2 separate regions of the Gossypium arboreum genome follow, and region 1 is linked to region 2. The links are chromatin contacts, called in public Hi-C maps. All regions are on one chromosome and are shown on one strand. Each heading gives the region's core, a stretch centred on a gene start, on an enhancer-like site or on the middle of the called end of the contact. The rest is flanking DNA. Distances are from core to core; before and after follow the strand shown.

Region 1 (2,736 bases), core at 27-2,526, 230 kb before region 2:
CTGAAAAAGAAAAGTGATCAACATAAGCAAGATTCAAGGTCAAAAGAAAATTGGTTAAGAATCAAAATATTCCTTTTCCTTCAATTGATACATTTTTGAGCATGCAGTAAACTAAATTAAACCTTGAAAAAGAAAATTTTAAAAAAGGAGAAAATGGAGCAAACCTTTTGACAAAGAATGTAATTGCCCGCTAATTTGTCGAATTGAAGCAATAGCTGCCATTATTATATCACAAAATTAATATATGAAGCTCTAAGACTCGATTTCAGAGACTCGGATGATTCATTCATTTTGCTTAACAGAGAGAACGTTAAAGATAATCGATAACATATCACATAATATCTAGCAAACAAAATGGTAGTTCAATCCAATCCTTGAAACCAGTAATGTATAATAAAAACATTATCAAAAGAAATCAAAGACTTAAAATCCATCAAAGCTTTCAACAAGGCTTCTTGCCTTCTTCACCTACGTAGATCTCTTACTTCTCAGATGAGTTAGGTCCCTTTTTTTGCCAAATCCAGCCACTGTAAAAAAACCCAAAAAAATCATATTATTAATAGTCGATTACAAAAGAACAAAATAAAGGATTCTGTTAAGTGATTAACCCTAAAAAGTATTTAAATACTTCTTAGAGCATAAAAAATCCCTAAATTCTCAACGAAATTTCAAAAAAAAAGAAGCAATTTACATTTTCATTAATTACCCTCACTGTTAAGGTAAAAGAAATATACAGATGTATTAGGACAAATAAATTAATAAATTGAAATCGTAAGTTAAATGTGAACTTGAAATAATGAGTGCAAAGATTGGGTTATTATAATGTTATATTGTGGATTCGAAATCATAAGAGTAACGATTATGTATTTATTTCCGCAAAAATAATTGAAATGCAAGAAAAAAAAATGTCACAAGTTTTTTGATAATTTGGTTGCCTTCAAGGTTAGGAGAATTGGATATTTATAAAATATGATTACTACTCATTGAATGTGACATTCTAGATACTCTCTATGCATGTCGGCACGTATATTATTTTAGACTTAACACGTGTTCACTAGTCTACTCGCTTGACTTCATAACCTCTACTTGTGAACAACTAGCGACATGCTAGTTAGGCTCGTGAGCCCCTAATGTAGGGCTCGCAAGCTGGGCTTGCTAGTCCTTCTTTCAGGTCGTGAGTCGATAGTTTAAGTTATATTCGAGTTCTGAGTTGATAACGAGAAATATCATAACAATATAATCCCTCCTGTTGGCTCCAAGGGTTATAAAGTGGCATTTCTTATAGCCAATGTTTTGAATTTATATGGCTTATTAAACACACTTTGATCACTAATGTATAGCGTTTAGTTTGCCACGTGTACGAGTGGATTACATCTGCTTGCATCTGACCATTCCATACTTTTCGGTTATTTGAATCGTTAAAGCACAAAGGCAAGAAACTCTTTAAAAGGGGGGGTTTTAGAAGCCCTAAAAATCACAGATTACAAATTCTCAACAACTGCGATCGACGAGAGGCATTTTTTTCAAAGGTAAACCCATGTAAACTTTTTCTTCTTTGGGTATTCTTTTCCTCTGTTTCGACCATGCCTAAACTAGGGGAGGTAGTAGTGGTCGGGTAACTCTAAGTTATCCACCGTGACAGCGTACAACGAAGGTTCCTGCTGAGGCTAATTTCTATGCCTGCACTACAAAAAGTGAGGAAATGTTTCGTGCCCTAGCTACACGAGAAATTAAAATTCCCAATTTCACATGCGATTTTTTTATTCCTGTAGGTTCGCATCGACAGAGCGATACCAACGATGACAGTATTCTGCTCCCCCTCCATGTAATAGAGGCTTGATTCCACTTGCATCTATACTGTTTCTTCTGCCACCTACTCAAGGATTATGGGATAGCCCTTGACGAGTTATCTGAGTTCTCCTGATGGATTGTGATGGCCTACTTTATCGATTGTTGTCGATGCGATGAGATGCCACTGCTCGCTGTTTTTCAACGTCTATACCAATTGAAGGCCCACAATCGAAGGAAGTCATCAGGTCTATATTATTTCACCCTTTGTAAAGACGTGGAATTTATCATTTTCAATAAGTGCTCCAATCTCCGTTTGAATCGGAGCAAGTATAATCAGGTGAAATGTAAGCTTGTCGATGGCTTCGGTTTTCACACTGAGTGGTCCCCGCTGAGTAAGGATGTGTGCTTAACTTAATGAAACATTATGATAGAAGGGGGTTGGGCATAATTAGAGAGGCTTCGTAAGGGGCGTGTTCGAAATATGAAGGATGTCCTGACCATGGGGAATGTATTCCAATACTATCCGGAAAAATTTAGCCCCAACGGATGGAAATAGGGTGATAATAATGAAGTAGTTGATGCTGTTAGGGTGCAACTTGAGAGGTTCACGTGGCCACATGGAGCCAAAGATGACCTAGGACTAATATTGTTAGGATACAAAGAACCAAAGAACTACTTTTATAGCTTCTGTAAAATGAGGCATCGCCCTTGGTTCTCACTACTTTCACCATATGTGGAAGTGGTGTGAACCCTAACTTGCTTACTATTACTATTGATCTTAGAATTGTTGGTGGTGCAGGCACAACTCGCAATACTGAAGATAGTTTGGAGGAGTCTACTAGCTTGTCACGGGAAATCGACGAATATGTGGACGTGCGAGCTTCTATGTTGGATACACGCAAGAAGCGCAGAACTAACATTGGGGATGTTAATGTTGTGCTAAGT
Region 2 (2,919 bases), core at 57-2,556:
ATATTTTAAAAATATTTAACTAAATTAAAGTAAATTATATTAATGTTATTTAAATTTTAAAATATTTAATATTAAAGTAATTAGGGTGAAAAAACTCGATTCGATTGGAAAAATCGATTTTTTGATTTTCGAGTTAATTAAATCGAATTATTCAAATTATTCGAGTTAAATGGAATAACTCGATTCGAGTTTTGAATTCGAGTCGAGTTAAATTTTACAATCCTAATAATTCAAATAACATATTGGTGTAAATACCTTTTGGTCCCTCTCAATTTTAAAATAAATAAATTGGTCTACCCTCAACAAAAATTTAAAAAATTAAAAATTTTCAATAATTTTCAATAATTTTAAAATTCAAAATATTCATAAAAGTTTCAAATTTAATATTTTAAAAAATTATACAAAATTATAAAACTTCTAAAAATATATAAAAAGTTAAATTTTTAAAAATTCTAAAATATTAATTTTGGGACCTAATTAATGATTCAAATTTATATATCTCATTTATTATTATTATTTTGCTTTGAATATTTTTAAAATATATATAGTTTTAAATTTATATGCTCTACTATGGAATTAGTTATCCTGTAATAATATTTTTATTTGACATGGTTAATTATTTTAATTTAACTTGAACAATTTTACTCTATTTGATTTGACTTGAGTCAAATTTTATTTCACTCGACTCGATTTAAAAAATTTCAAAGTGAGTTAGAATGATAAAATAATACCCATAAACTCGATTAACTCAAAATTTTTTTACTAAATTTAACTCGATTCGATTAAACACTCACCCTGAAAGTAATACAAAATTCATCTTCATTTGAATATTATTATTAATATATTACAATTTAAATAATATTACTGATGTTTATTTTATATATATTTTAAATTAATTTATTTTAATGTTAGATTTTTATAATTTTATAATTATCTTTGTTTTACTTTAATAAACAAATATAATTAACTTTTATTATATTTGAAAATATAAGTTTAAATGTTACTAATATGTATATTTTAAAATTAACAAAGTAATATTTATTAATTTTAATATTATAACATGATTTACTTAAGTAAAATATAAAAGTAACAAAATAACTTATTTAAAATCAACTGTATAAAAATTATAAAATAAAGTTAAAACAAAATATATAAAAGTTATAAAGTTATAAAGTTATAAAATAAAGATAAACAAAATGAGGGTATTAATTTAGTTAAATTTTAAAATAAATGCCTCAATATGGGTAAAAGAAGTGTAATGTCAACCGACTAAATTTTTTAACCTCGTATTGTTAATATATATACGATTTCTTAGAAAAGTTGAACCAAAAAATAGGTAATTTTCTTAGAAAATTATGGGAAAATGTCACTGTACAGTATTTCCATGGCACAGCCACAATCCCATAAAATAACAAATCTAAATACGAAAAGAAAATAAAAGCTCCCATTTGGAGGAAGAAAGAAACACGGCGTCTTTGTCCTCTCAGACCCAAAACTCTCTTCTTTTTTTCTTTCTCTCTCTTTCTATTTCTTCATCTATTGATCTTTCTTCTTGCATTTCTTCTTTATAATCTAAGTTTTGGGTCTTTTTATTTTCTTTAAAAAAATCCGATTTGGTTTCTTTTGTTGGTGGGTTTTTGTTTTTGTTTTATTGTGTTTATTTTACAATCTATAGAAGGGGTTAATCCTTTTTCTGTTTCTTCTTTATATCGAAATTTGATTTTTCTTATATTTATTGATAATCTGTGGATCGACCTGGACTTCCAATATTCTGATTCTTCTCTGTTTCAACTGTTAATAAGAGAAAATAAGAAGAAAACTAATGGGATTGGAGTCAGCTGGTGAGTTCTTTGAGAAATCACTGAAGTTTCGATCTTGACTTCAAAATTGCAATCCAATTGCTGATCAAAATCGGGGTGTTGTTAGTTTTTTCAACTTTTGGGTGGCTTCAATTTCAATGGAGCTATTGGGGATAATAGTAAATTTTGGGGTCAGAAATGGTGGATTCCTTTTCTAAGGGGATAGTTATGGATGAGGTTGGTCCTAGTAATCAAAGAGAGCCTCAGGGGGCCTCTGAATTGGGTTCAGATGAAGGGTCTGCAGTGCGATGGCGGCCGAGTCAGCTGGTTTTTGGACCGTATTCACCCAGGAATGAAGCTGGTAGAAAGCCGCGTGTTTTTGTCAGGAGGCCTGTAAGTTATATTTTCTAATTGTTTGTTCCTATTTACTTCTAAAGATTTGTGGGTAGTTTTTTGCATGTTCAAATGTTTAGAAACTTTTGAGGAGCTTTCGATTTGGTTTGAGTTTGAATTGGTGTAGATTAAGAGATGTTCAGCTGGTTTGATTGGTGATTCTGTTTGTCTGACACAAGAGAAGCATATATAAGCCAAGTAAACTTAATCTTTAATGTTTCACTACATGAAATATATCATAGAAAGCTCTCAATTATTATACTTTTCTCAATTTGTATAATGCACCATTTCAGTATCCTAAAGCCGAGTAAGTGATCAGATTTCTTCCAGTTAGAAGAATGCAATATGTTGATACAAATATTAGCAGATTGACTGCAACCTTATACTTTAGATCCCATGTCCTATCTACCCTGATAAGCCATTATTCACTTCAACTCATGCCAATCTATGATGTCTGTAAAAAAGTTAAACTAGGGAGAAGAGACTTTGAAAAATAGTCTCCATGGAGCGCGAATGCTTATTTGTCCTTCATTTGCCGACTGGATCATCAAAGTCTGACCTGACAATGGCACTATGGATCTCCGTCTATTTATTGGATGTTCTATTGTCAAATGGCCTTGTCATGTGCCCTATTCATTTCTTAATGAAGGAACTCATTTGAATTGGTATTTATGTTTTAATGTCTCAATATAGGATTTTTTTTTAAGCAACTATTAGAAAAAGTATA

Evidence for each region. Hi-C and Micro-C count contacts between places; a contact is called where the count stands out from the background.
Region 1: a contact with region 2 is called in a Hi-C map of leaf, with 4 times the contacts expected there. The contact joins the promoter of LOC108470685 here to the promoter of LOC108473448 in region 2. A contact is called at or near these places in 2 of 5 Hi-C or Micro-C datasets (both in leaf).

The regions. Positions count from the first base shown.
Region 1 is chr11:91,722,963-91,725,698 of ASM2569848v2, reverse strand. LOC108470685 reads right to left here and starts at 1,276. Exons shown (of 8, transcript XM_053021321.1): 1 at 1,219-1,276; 2 at 460-480; 3 at 165-215. The coding sequence starts at 1,276. It overlaps LOC108474173 (a long non-coding RNA gene), which reads left to right and starts at 1,379. Exons shown (of 3, transcript XR_001869863.2): 1 at 1,379-1,529; 2 at 1,773-2,036; 3 at 2,591-2,736.
Region 2 is chr11:91,493,577-91,496,495 of ASM2569848v2, reverse strand. LOC108473448 (dual specificity protein kinase YAK1 homolog) reads left to right here and starts at 1,306. Exons shown (of 18, transcript XM_053021901.1): 1 at 1,306-2,192. The coding sequence starts at 1,998.